Linked DNA regions of Mus musculus: regions 2 and 3 are each linked to region 1. A link is a contact called in public HiChIP or PLAC-seq and promoter capture Hi-C data. All regions are on one chromosome and are shown on one strand. The core of a region is the stretch at or near the end of the contact, and the rest is flanking DNA. Distances in the headings are between cores, read along the strand shown.

Evidence for each region. Promoter capture Hi-C pulls out the DNA fragments that hold promoters and counts their contacts. HiChIP or PLAC-seq counts read pairs in DNA pulled down with a chosen protein or histone mark.
Region 2: a promoter capture Hi-C map of hematopoietic stem and progenitor cells shows a contact between it and region 1, with 2.2 times the contacts expected there. The contact joins the promoter of Fam166c here to the promoter of Dpysl5 in region 1. A contact is called at or near these places in 14 of 39 promoter capture datasets (the 3T3-L1 cell line, the C10 cell line, cranial neural crest and 8 more) and 1 of 9 other capture datasets (macrophages).
Region 3: a contact with region 1 is called in an H3K4me3 HiChIP or PLAC-seq map of embryonic stem cells, with 21 read pairs. The contact joins the enhancer-like site here to the promoter of Dpysl5 in region 1. A contact is called at or near these places in 2 of 39 promoter capture datasets (the C10 cell line and macrophages), 1 of 15 datasets of contacts at CTCF or cohesin (pro-B cells), 21 of 484 Hi-C or Micro-C datasets (B cells, the Ba/F3 cell line, the C10 cell line and 13 more), 5 of 115 datasets of contacts at active chromatin or transcription factors (all in embryonic stem cells) and 4 of 9 other capture datasets (adipose tissue, embryonic stem cells, liver and 1 more).

What each region holds. Positions count from the first base shown.
Region 1 is chr5:30,709,630-30,714,016 of GRCm38.p6, forward strand. Dpysl5 (dihydropyrimidinase-like 5) reads left to right here and starts at 1,935. Exons shown (of 13, transcript NM_001356948.1): 1 at 1,935-2,373.
Region 2 is chr5:30,463,838-30,468,224 of GRCm38.p6, forward strand. Fam166c (family with sequence similarity 166, member C) reads left to right here and starts at 2,240. Exons shown (of 4, transcript NM_029285.1): 1 at 2,240-2,347. The coding sequence starts at 2,274.
Region 3 is chr5:30,847,942-30,852,328 of GRCm38.p6, forward strand. It overlaps a transcript of Mapre3 not described here. Among named protein-coding and RNA genes, the nearest start is that of Mapre3, 12 kb to the right of the region's middle. Within about 2 kb of position 2,475, at least 107 of the 459 cell types and tissues checked have an H3K27ac peak or open chromatin away from gene starts, as enhancers often do. A contact at or near this core is called in the HL-1 cell line, adipose tissue, embryonic stem cells and 3 more, where this site is marked.

The sequences.
Region 1 (4,387 bases), core at 685-3,184:
AGCAAAGACTCAGGATGGGCTTTGCCAAAGTCAAGAAGCTGTCATGTGTCAGGAACAAGGATTCCAATCCACATATAGGGGACTCTAAGTTCTAAATTTCTTTTTAAACTCTAAAAATCAAGTACTGAGGGTACGTGAAACCTCAGGCTTGGGTAGGATCTTTATCAGTGTTGAATGCTAACTAGCAAGCAGTCGGGGGTGGGGTGTGGGGGGGGAGAGGGGGCGGGGGTAGGTAGGCTGGAGATTAGGAACGCAACTGAAAACTGCAGAAAACGATTCTGGCCACTAGAGGGCTCCCTCCACCTTAGGCAAAAGTTCATCAGAGGCCCTCGTTGCTCGGAGCTAGCTGGGTGTTCCAGAGGGGCGCAATGCATTTTGCAAAAATTTCCCTGGACAGTTTGGGGAGACTAGACAGGGCCTTCAACTGGAGCAATTTACACACACACACACCCTTCACTGGTATTAGGAGTGTTTTGAGGATGGCCATCTAAGCTTGTCTGGAGGTTCTTTGCACAAGCTTACTACCAGAAAAAAAAAAAAAAAAAATCCACTCTTAGAGTGGAATTGGAGACCAGCCAAGCGGTGGTGGCACACGCCTTTAATCTCAGCCCTTAGGAGGCAGAGGCAGGCGGATTTCTGAGTTCGAGGCCAGCCTGGACTACAGAGTGAGTTCCAGAGCTACACAGAGAAACCCTGTCTCGAAAAGCCAAAAAAAAAAAAAAAAAAAAAAAAAAAAAAAAAAAAAAAAAAGAATTGGAGACCAAATGTAGTAACCCCGCACCCCCTAGGGGCACGCCTGTGTGGCCCTAAACGCATCCAGGAGTGGATCACAGAGCACATGACCCAGTGGGACCCACATTTGGAGGACTGGAGCTTAACGTGCAGGCTGTACATTTTGTTAAAATTCAGAGGATCCTGCTCCCTCCACCCGAAGTTATAAAGTACGATTTTCTTTGAAAATAGCCTTAGAGAAAAGCACTTCAGGAAAGCAGCCAAGGGACTCACACCCCCGTCTCCACCCCCGGAACTGAGGGAAGCCCTGGAAAGAACCAACTTCTTCAACAGCAGTTGTAGATCCCCAGGAATCCAGGGGCGGGGGCAGTATTAATGCTGCATTTCCACACGGGTTTGCAACACCATTGGGGTGACATCAAGTGAAGAGATTCAAGTTCTGAAGCTATATTTAAGCTGTCACAATAATGACAGACTAACACGGAGCTCAGGGAAAGGCCTGAGCCATAAATTAGTTAAGGAAAAAGAACTGTCTCGCTCCATTTACAGGATCGTTTGTGGTTAAGTCAACTGTGTACTAAAATGGTGAAACTGGACAAGGTGTGGCGGTGAACATCTGTAATCCCACTATTCGGAAGGCAGAGGCAGGAGGTTCAATTCAAATTCTAGGCTAGCAGGGGGCTACCTAATAAAACCGTCAAAACAACAGCAACCCGGAAATAAAGATGGTGGTGCTGATGTGAAATGAGTTTAAAACACACACACACACACACACACACACACACACACACACACTTTCTTTTAAAGGAGATGTCAAAAATAGGATAGGACCTGGGCGCTGGACATCGACGTCCAAGCGCTGCTCTGGAAAAGACGGTGGCTTCAATACCTCAAGAGAAAGAAGGTGCGAAGTGAGGCGCCCAGAGTGGCCGTTCCCTTGGTCTATGAGAACAGTGTTCCTGTACTGACCACCTCGCCCTCTACAGTCTGCAATCCCATCAGTCTCAGACTCGGTAGGACGCTAATCCGATGGCGCAACTGGGAACCCGCAGCCTCGGAGAGACCCCGCCACCGCATTGTTTCAGCCCCTCGGGTGGGGTCTTGCAGGAGGAGGGGAGGCGATGTGTCCTCCGGAGACGCCCTATACCCTCCCAGGGGACTCGAGCCATACCGCCCCAGCGCCTGGGCTTTGTGAAGTGTCGCTAGTTACCATGGGACCAGAAAGGAACGCTGAGAATGGCGCTTAGATGGCTGGGGGTTGTCGAGGTCCTGGGGCCATGCCCTCTGTCCCTTCTCGGACCCGGGGCCTGCAAAAGGGACTGTCGGGATTTGTAGTCCCAAAGGCGGCGGCAACGCGGAGGACGCGGGGCGCTACTGGTCCCGCCTCCGCCTAACCTGCTAGCTCGAGGTGGCGAGCACTTGGGGCGGAGCCCTCGGATCCGTGATTGGCCCAGGCGGCTCCCCGCCCCCACCCTCGTCCCCACCCCCGCTCGCCACTCGGGACTCCGCTCCAGGCGCGCAAGGCAGCCACCGAGAGAGCGCGCTAGCAGCCGCTCCCGCCCCGTGCAACCGCAGCTACCGCGCCGCGGCGAGACCCAGAGACCGACCGACGGACCCGCACAATCGCATCATCCTGGAGCAGTGGGTGATGGCAAGGGGAGGGTGGTGGGCTTGATCTTTCCGGGCTGCAACATCCACCCCTCTTTCAGTTTCTCCCTGAGGCTCACAAAAGGGAGGGAATTGGGTTGCGCCTAGGCTCCTCCAGCCGATGAAAGAGATGTTGAGGATTCAGGCAGATCCGGACTAAGGTGGGGCGCAAGTCTGGGTCTTTGTAGTCCCACAGAACTCGGCTTGGTGACTTGCGACGCCTAAGGCATTAATGTGTGCTGGAAAGATTTACAAATAGCTAGAATAAGGAGGCAGCTAAGTTGAAGGGATTCACGCCTAGCACCCAGTAGTCGCGCAGCCGTAGCTGGTCGACGTGCAGTAAATGGCTAAAAGGTGGGGTGTAGGGGAGTGTTTCTGTGGTGGCCGGACCTGTCCTCTTGTACGTCCCTGGATCGCCGCGGTCCCTAGTTCCCACCAACTGCGCCTCTGGTCTGATATCTGCCTAACGTGGTCCTAACCCCATCGTTTGTATCCTCTGTTCCCTGAGCAGAGCAGAGGCCCTAGAGGCACCTGCCGAAACCACAAAGGCCTCTTGCATCTGCCCAGCCCCTGGCGGCGCGGCGCTAGGTCCCTCCGCTGGAGCCATGTCGCCTAGTCTGCCACGCAGCATCTATCTTGGTGGGTGAGGGATATCGATGCCCCGGGCCTGGGGAGATGGCTGGAACAAACGGGCGTGGAGGCCTGGATTTGAGCAGAAAGGGGGAGATGGGTGGGGACAGGTGATCGAATCTGGAGGAGGAGGCTGTGGTTTGGGAAGGGCTGACAATTGGGTGGGAGGCGGGTCTGAAGCTTCGCGCAGGTGGCGCGAGGCGAGGCTGCTCTGAAGAATGAAGAGGGGCGGGGAGATGAAGGGAGGGTGGAGACCTCCCGGGTTTGGGGAGAGTAGACAGGCATGGGAAGGCGACTGAGGCTGTACAGGGGATGGGTCTTCCTCATGAAGGGGGTGGGGGGCTCTCCATCGGGGTAGGGCAGGCAGCTGAGGAGGGAAGAGTCTTCGCCTGAAGACTCCAGCTTTAGGCCAGTCGCTGTTTGGGCTTGGTCTGGCTGGGCGTGGTCCTTGGACTGGGCCAGAGAGCTCGGGTGGCGGGTCCCCGACAAGGCTGGGCTGGCTCGTCTAGGAGCTTTGTTTCTGAGCTTGGAACCACCAAAGGGGACTCGTTTAGGATTTTATGATAATCCGCAGCGCCCCCCGGCACGCCCTGTTCGCACGGAGCTGAAAGGCTTTGCCTAGCGGCAGATGCTGCCTGGGAGGCGGATGGGGGGGGGGCGTCTCCCGCCCCAGAGACCCTGAGAACAATAGCCTGCATAGGGTCTACCTACGGTCCACGCAAGGCCACCCGCCCCCAGAATTCAAGTGTGAGGTGTACTGGTGCAGAAAACGCTTACCGAGAAACCTCAGAGCACGTGCTGTCTCTGGGATTTGCCTTAGGGCACCTGGCACCCCTGGGAATTCCGAGTGGGAGTCGCATGTTTCCCCCAGGCTGTGGAGTCGGGGGACAGCCGCCTCCCCCAGCTTCTGGTGTCGCTGGCTGCAGCGCCTCTTGTTCTCCACACGCTGTTGACGAGTTTAGATAGTGGCGCGGAGCAGCACGACAGAATGCAAGTCCCAAAGGCCGAAGGTCTCTGCGGTGTAAAGCAGGCTTTGTCTGCCCAGACCGCCTGAGCCCAAGTCTAGGAGCTGCTATGCTTCTTAAATGAGCCCACGGGGCTGGTGAGGTTTGGGGTAAATTGGGGAGAAGCCTTAGTTGTCGGCAAGGGCGCGGCTCTTGGTTTTAGAACTTAGAACCAGGGACTTAAAGCTTCCATTTGTCGGTGACCACACCCAAGCGTATGGGCTTCCTTTGCCTTCCCTCATATCGTCCGCTGACTTACAGTGGGATGATGATGATTTAGGTGGGGGCTGCTCACCCATAGGAAGGCTAATGAGCAGAGTCTTCAGTCTAAACGCCTTCTCTGTTGCTGAGTGTCTAAGCACCTTGCACAGTGT
Region 2 (4,387 bases), core at 990-3,489, 250 kb before region 1:
TGGATGGGTGGATGGGTGGGTGGATGGATAGATAGATAGATAGATAGATAGATAGATAGATAGATAGATGTAATAAGCAGGTTTGAAAGTTTAAAGAGAGAAGGTACTAGACGTTCACAGCATAGCATCCCTCAGAATCCCTCAGTGGAGTAACCTCAGACATCCAAGAGCCTTCCCTGTTTTTCAGCCCTAGTTTTCTCTGTACTTTCTTTTTCCTCTCTCTCCTCAGTTTCCGCTCCCCTTTCTGATGTATATTTAACTATATTGAGTTAGAAAATTCTTCAAAAATGCATACATTGAATGCAAGAAAATATCTAAAAAAAAATTAAAACCAAAGTTAATGTCCCTTTAAAATGACACAAATTCATCTTTGTCTGTAAGGTTCGGTGGTACTTAGCAGCCCTCTCCTCAAGGGTCCCCTGGTTCTCTACTCTAAAGGGTGAGTTTCATGGAGCCTCTTACAGCCCTGCACATGCTGAAGGGAAGTCCTACGGAGCAGCCCTAAAAGCTTTGTCAAATCCCAGTTTCTCCGTCTCAAAGACGACAGCAATTCCAGTTAGCATAGCATGACTCTACCAGCTACACCAGGTGCCAATGCAGAGTCCACCCAGAATAGGCAGAGGGCTTGTGGTCCAGAGTGCACAGAAGGCGGTCTGCAAACTGGACCGACTGGGAGGCCGAGAATGGAGAGGAAGTGAGGGCTTCACCTAGTGGAGTGGGGTCATTCAAAGCCTTCCTGGAGTATGTCACATTAGAGCCATGGTCACCTTTTAAACACAACTTTGCCTAATATTTTTCTTAGTGAAGCAAATGTGCCCTGAGGCAACTTGGGAAACAGTAGATATGACTGCACATTTCCTTCACTGATTTGTCACTACGCCCACACCTGTGGCTTCTTGGCCACACTAAGCTTCAGCCATTCTGATTGTGTGTGTGTGTGTGTGTGTGTGTGTGTGTGTGTGTGCGCGCGCGCGCGCGCAAGCACCTCTTACAAACATATGCTCCCTACAGCCTAGAATCGCTGGCATCTGTTAGAGGACATCTCTGGAGAGTTCTGATTGTGATGGCATCCTGTGAGTTCATTAGTGACTGTGGTCTTCATCGGCTGCCATTTACAGGTTCCAGCTGTGCGGGTGATGCCTCTACCCGAGGAATAGCTGAGGGGAAGAGACCCACCACATGATGGTTAATATCGGCTGGCTGCTTGACAGGACCTAGATTTGCCTAGCTCATGGAGGAGACAGTTTATGTAAAGCAAACCTCAAGTGGACTTCAGGGCTTTGATGGCTGAAGGGAAACCTCACACTACAGATCTCTGGGCAGAATGAACTACGGTACCTGAGGCAAATATAAACCATAGACTGTCCCAGTTACTTCTACCCCGACAAAATAGTGCAGTAAGCAACTTAAGGGAACCAAACTTTATTTAAGACAATGGTTTCAACCCATCCTTGTGGGGAGGCATGGAAAACAGCTCCTTTCGCATCTCAATGACCAGAAAACTGCAAAGCCAGAACCAAGAACTAACTTTCCAAGGGTGGCCCCTAGTAACCCGCTAGACCAGCCAGGGCTCTCCCCTATAAGATTCTGTGTCTTAAAGGTAACACCCACCAGGGAACAAGGCTCAAAATGTGAGTGTGTGAGGGATATACAGACTCAAACTGTAACAGGCACTCCTCCCTTCTCCTCCTGTCCCTCCTCTGCCCCAGAAAGTGTCTCATCAAGTCGCCCAGGCTGTCCTCAAACTAGCAATCCTCCTGCCTCAGCCTCTGATGATGGGATTACAGGCCAGAGTCACCCTATTTGAGAAATGTGGGAAGAAGGAAGTTCAAGGGGAGAAAGGAGAAACTAATGAGAAAATTAGTGAACATTGAAATGACAGGGGTGGGAACCCACACATGAAGTGAGGTCAGCCATAGAGCCACTTCCCCGAGTTCCGTGGGTGGAGGGAACCCTCGTGATCCAAATGGGATCAAATGATAGCCTCTTCAGGATCGATCCAGCTTTTTTATCTCCACACCATATCTCCAGTAGATATGAACACCTAAACTGGATGCCAGGGACCCTTGGGGGAGCCACACAGTAACCTTGTGAGGATGGGGCGGCGTCTTCTCCGGGTTGATAGACAGAGAAGGTCTAGGGAGCGCACAGCAAAGAGGACTCACTGTCCCAGAACGAACTCGGGTTGCCAGGCATGTGGTTGCCGGGTGACCAGCTGGCTGTTTACCGCAGGGCTGAGCCGAGCCACCGCGCCGGGGCTCGCAGCACCCACCATGGCCTTCCGTAGCGCGGGCACACTAATGACCGAATTTAATGCCGCCTTCGTGCCCCCAGCTCTCATGCCCGGGTAAGCTGCTAGGCACCCTGACACACCTGAACTTGCGGGTCAGAGCTCTCCCCCTCCTCCCTTCTGCACACACCTGCGGGACGCCGAGGCTCCGCCCTCTGGATCTGGGGGCTCCAAGAAACCCCACTGGCCAGTGTTTCCTTCTTGGCTTTCATGGTCTTTCTGCTGTAACAACAGACTGGCAGGTGGTGGGGCTGAAGAAGTGGATGTCTGAGACTTACTTAGCCCACTTGCTATGGATGGGGCCAGACTGAGGGAGAGAGAGACCGTGAAAATGTGTGTGCTTGGAGCAAGCAGCCTGGTTCACAAAGAATGTGAGAAGGAGCTGGGAGTGCCCGGCTTTCCAGGAAGGAGGGATTGACGCCGGGTGGGCATGCCTAGCAGAATCTGGCAGGGCCGTATGTGACAGTTGGTAGAGTACACTAGCCACCTGATTTTTATACATACTTTTTTCTGCAAACTGAGCAGGCTACGGGATGAAAAAACCACCAGCGTCGACAGAACACAGTGCATTTTACATAAAATTCGATGTGTTTTCCCGCGGAAGAAGCAGGGCACCGAGGGGCTCTCTGTTACCATCATTTTCAGAAACAGTACGTGTGGAAGTATCTGCCCCCAGAGTCTGGGGCTCTAGTTCCAATCTGGCATGTCGGTGGTGGATGGGACCCATCAGACAAAGGTGGTTTACAAAGCATAGAGTTTCCCCAAAGCCAGCCAGGCATGTTGGATCAGCTGGCCGTGAGGCTTGGCTACCCACTGCTTCTTCACTTGGAAAAGACATTGAGTGTTCATGGGGCATGTGCCAGGTGTTATAGGCACCCCAAAGGAACAAAGACAAAAGGGGGTGGATGACCCCAGAGGGATCCCAGCCTTCTATTTAGATTTTCTTTACATTTTGAGACAGAGAGTCTCAGGAAGTTACCTGGGCTGACCTTGAGCTCAGGCTATGGGCTAGGCTGTCCTTGAACTTTTGATGCCCCTGCCTCGGCCTCCCAAGTGCTGGCATTAGAAGTCTATATGGCACCAGACTTATAGAAGTCTATAAGTCCCCACTATCTACGCTGAGCCCTGGTGGAGCACAGCACAGGTCCCCCTTACTCATGTAAATACTTAAGATTTAGTTCAAACTCATCTTTGAGGCCAAGGCCAGCAGTGGGTTTTCCACACTCTAGCTGTCTGTCATGAGCTGTGACATCAGACATTGCTCTTTTATTTCTTTTACTCCTCCACAGCAGTGGGTCCCAACTTGTAGCTCTCAATCTCTTTGAGGGCATCAAACGAGCCTTTCACAGGGGTCACGTGTCACACACACTGCGTATCAGATATGCATTCATTATGATTCATAACAGTAGCAAGATTATAGTTAGAAAATAGCAACAAAATAATGTTACGGTTGGGGGTCACCACAGCATGAGGAACCACATTATAGGGATGCAGCGTCAGGAAGGCTGAGACTCACTGCTCCACAGGCTTTTATTGGAAGAGCTGCTTGTGCCAAACCCGTTGATTCTTTGCTGCCTGCAGGGCAAGCCCTGGCGTGCCAGCAGCCCTATCCCATGATTCCGTCACACTAGAAGCTTTGGAGGCTGCAGTTTTAGGAAAACCCCCACGGTGCCTCTCTAAATGTTTGTCTTTGGTTCCCTTGAGTGCCGCATTCTATCCTATGATTCCTTTAGAGATAGTAAAGACAATGGCCGGCCATAAAGGGGGCTTCAAGCCTGGCTTCCGCTAGGCAGAGCGCTGAGCCATGTCTGCTACTCTCCGTCAAGACCTTTCTGTGAGAGATATGTTTTCCTCAAAGGTCCCCCTCAGCCAGGAATGAACCAGGACATCTGGTGTTTCTACTACCTCAGTGGCAATCCCGTTTACTTAATGAAAGACTCCAGGATTCCCTACCTGACTTGGATAATTATTATTTTTTTCTGTTCTTTCTCAAACATTAATCACAGATGTGAAAGAACAGCCAGTCTCTTCTGACACTCCAATCATCCCCTTTGTGGATTTATCTACAGGCAGGGAGTGTTTGGGTTGCTTGGGACC
Region 3 (4,387 bases), core at 1,225-3,724, 140 kb after region 1:
TGTTTGTTAGTTTTAGTTGTTGTTTTGGAGATTTTCTGGTTTGTTTGTTTGTTGAGAGAAGGTCTCACATAGCTCAGATGGACCATAAACTCACTATGGACGGAGCTCCTAATCCTTCTGCCTCCTTCTCCGAAGTACTGTGATTACTCCAAGGAGTGTGAAGGCATTCTAGCTTGTGGTTAAATCATGTATGTGATGGTTGCTTTTAATTGTCAACTTGACAGTCTAGAGTTACCTAGGAAAAGTGTCTCCGTGAAGAATTATCTAGATGGAGCTGGCCTGTGGCCATGCCTGGGGTATCATCTTGCTGATGTACAGGTGGCAAGATCCACCCACAACAGGTGGCATCATTCCCTAGGACCTCAAAGTGTAAAGTGAAAGAAATCAGGCTGAGGACAAGCATGTTTGCATCCATTCCATCTCTGCTCATAACTGTGGATGTAACAAGCTATTTCCAGTTCCTAGGGCCTTGACTTTCCTGAAGTGATGGGCTATTGCCTGCAACTGTGAGCCAAATAGTTTTCTTTAAGTTGATTTGGCAAGGGATTGTATCACAGCGACAGGGAACAAAGCTAAGATAATAACAAAACAAATGTCAATTTCCTGTTTTTAGTAATTATCATATAGCCTGCTGCAGGAGGAGGTGGGGGTCTAGATGAGGGGACATGAGAACTCTACTTTGTTTGAATTTCAAGTCTCAAATCACTTTAAAATGAAAAGCTTGCAAAAATTGGAGAAGTGCTGATTTTTGCAGCACTTGGAATTCCTTTGGTATTTCGTAGGAAGCATAACATACACACTTGAAAGTTGTATGCTGAGTTGAACTTCTAAATGCTGTGATCACTTGTAATGCTTTCCGGTGTGGGGGAGTGCTGCTGTGGAACTATAATAGTATCGGTACTGGTACTTTCGTTTTGTTTTTTGTTTTTTTCTTTGAGACAGGGCTTCTCTGTGTAGCCCTGGCTGTCCTGGAACTCACTCTGTAGACCAGGCTGGTCTCAAACTCAGAAATCCACCTGCCTCTGCCTCCCTAGTGCTGGAATTAAAGGTGTGCATAACCACTGCCTGGCTACTTTCATAATGTTACATAACAATATATCATAGTCACACACACACAAAAATTTTACAGGAATAAAAATTCTTTTGTGAATGTTCCCCTTGGCCATGGCATCCAGAGTTTCTGGTGCTGTGTGTTGGCCTTTTTAGTCCTCCCTTTGACCTACACATGCATGCTGGGGAGACTCTTGGCAGTCCACCCTCTCCCTCACTCATGTCCCTGCCTCTAACCCTGGTCAAACTCAGCCTTTCCTCTGAAGCTTCTAAGCAGAGAGAGGCTCAGTCAGCTGAGTGTGTCTCCCTTGTCATTCTCTCCCGTCAGGTTCCTCACCATTACTAGGGTTTCCTCCAGTGCCCAGCCTGTCTCTCATGGTTCCTGTAGGCTGCATGCCTTGCACAGTGGCCAGCATGCAGTCCTGTGTGTGCACAGTACACTCTTCGGTTGTCACCAATGGAATGTTAGCTGAGGAATTCGGTGGATTCTCTTCTGTGGTCCTGGCAATCACTTTCATTTATTCCTTGTCTTCTTCCACTTTCCTTAAATCAAAGGGGTTTCTAATGAACCAAACAGCTAAACTAAACACTCAATTAGTACTCAAAGCTTTGTTTTCTGGGCTGGAAAGATGGCTTGGGGTTGGGAATGCTTGTTGTCTTAAGGAGGACCCTGGTTTGTTTCCCAGCACCTCTGTCAGGTGGTTCCTAGCCCCTAGAGCTGCAGCTCCAGGGAACCTGATGCCCTTTCCCGGCCTCAGCCCTGTCCATCCATCCTTTCTTCCCTACCTCCCTCCCCCTTCCTTCCTTCTTTCCTTCCTTCCTGTGTTTTCCTTATTTTGAAACAGTCTTAATAAGTTGCCCAAGCAAACCTTGAACTTGTGACTCTCCTTCCTCTTCCTCTTTTTCTTGATCTAGTGTTTAAAGTTTCAGGAGATATGCCCCCCAACTCCTGAGCCTCCTTGCACATAGATGTAGAAATGATTTAGTGTGGGTAGATCATGAGTTCTGAAGGAACGTGGAGAATATCAGACCAAGGAGTACAAGTCTACATTTAATCTGCACTGCACTTGGACTTTTAACTGAGGAAGTCTGGTTCTACTGCTCCATAGGCTGCCATTCCCTTGTCTGCTGCAGACACAAGTGCCTTGATGACAAACTCCGTCTGGCTGGGACTCCCCAGTCACTTGAGGGTCTAGGCTGCATTCCACAGTCCCACAGGCAGGTCAACCTGTGTCCCTACAGTCCCGCAGAGGGACTCAGCATTCCTCCATCCTTCCTGTGCAGTCTAATGGCCATGCCATTACGTTCTGGTCAGATCATTAACTGGATGGCCGCCCTACTCCTGAACACCAGCCCCTCCCTTGGCTCCTCAGACTCCTCCACCTGGCCCAGCCTCCTCTCCTTTGTTGGCACACCCTAACATTCCTCCAGGACTTAGTCACAGGTCTCATGCTCACTCAGTTAAATGAAAGTGGCAGGAAACATGCTTCCCATGCCCCAAGTTCCCTATTTTCACTCCTCTCTGACACCCTGTCCTTTTTACAGGCCCAAACCATGGACCACGTTCCCTGAGAACTGCTGCCTCCCTAGCCCCCACCCCTCCTTCCTATTGTACTGGGTTGCCTGGAAGCCAGGGGTACTGTTCTGGTGATAATGTGCCTGATTCTTTTAGGAATGGCTTTATGTCTTTAACCAAGCCAAAGACTCCTTAAAGACAAGACCACGCCTTAAAACGATGCCAGGGCAGCAAGGGGGCTTCACTGTGAGTCAGTTGTCAACACATGCTGCTGGCTGCAAGTAAAACTGACTGAAACTGTAGACCAGAGTGAGGGAGTCAGAGACAAAGACAAAGAGACAGACAGACAGAAGGGGAGAGAGAGAAGAGGAGGGCAAAGAGGAGGAGGAGGAAGAGGAGGAAGAAGAAGAAGAAACTTCTGGAATGCCTTCCTCCTTTTACTCAGAGTGAAACTAGAGAGCAACATTCTGCACTGCAGCTATGCAAGCATGGGCCCTCTCCTGTCAGTGTGATGTGATGGGAGGAGCTAACCTGGGGTCCAGAGGCTTGGGCTCAGCCCTAACTTTATCAGTGACTGATCATGATCTTGGCCAAATCTCTTGGATCCAGAGCCTTCATTTCTTCACATTCAGAACTTACTTGGTGATTAAGGCCTTGGGGCGAGAAATGAGAGGTGCTCCCAGCGGCCATTTCAAGGCCTGTGATAAGCCAGGAGAGACACAGCAGGAAGGTAGGCATGCCTTCTGGGATCTCACCAGTGTGCATCCTTCTTGTGGGGTCAGTCTCCATTTGAGATTAGTCCTTTAAGAGGGTCAGAGGGTGGAGTGAATTTGGAATGATGACCAGCTGGACAGAAGCCAGACTCAAACAGAACTGAGTCGGAAGTGTGTGCTAGACAGCTTTATGGAAGGCTGTCTTGTAGAAAGCTGGAGATAATGAGCAGTCTGTCCCCTGTCAGGGGGAAGGGGATAAAACTGGGAGAATTCTAAGGGACACTGAATGGAGGGAAGGAAGGAAGAAAATAGAAGGGGCTGAGGCTAGGGCCAGAAGAAACATACTGATCATTTCATAAAACCCAGCATCAGAGAAGGCCAAGAACTTGACACAGACCACCTTAGGCCTCATATCAGAAGAGGTGATCTGGTTTGTTTGGTTTTTAACTTGTGCGTGTGTGCACGCGTGTGTGTGATGCCATGGCATATGTAGAAATCAAGAGGATAATTTGGAAGAGTTGGTTTTCTTCTTCCACTATGTGGGTCCCAGGGACTGAACTCAGGTCATCAGTGTTTTGCTGCAAGCACCTTTATCCACTGAGCCATGTTGTCAGCCCAAATACAGTTTTAAAGGAACATAAAAGAACATGGTTTGTTTGTGTCCCCAGAGACATGCACAGGCTTTGGAAGCATGGAGAGCCACCAAGGATATGCCACACCCAGTAGGGCTCTGGAAAGAGGAAAGTTCTCTTCCCAACTTGTCCCAGCATCTCCTGTCCTTAGGCCATCTTTGATGGGCCAGCTATCTGCCCCCCTGAACCTGCTAGGAGGAAAGGCACTCCTGGAATTTAGCCAGGTTCTTCTCCAGACCCATCCTGAAACCCTTCTCTGAATAGCCTGGATAACTGCTCTCTCTACTGCTGGGAAGGCTCAAATCTATGCTGAGAGTCCCAAGACTTTATACTGTAAATGTAGCCAGATACCAAGCTGACATTTCCTCTCTACCTATAGCCAGCAGCACTCCTTTGGAGTGGACACAGAAAAAAAAGAACAGAAAACCACCTTTTTAATACCTCTCTTACCACTTAACAGAGTCACACTTAGCAGC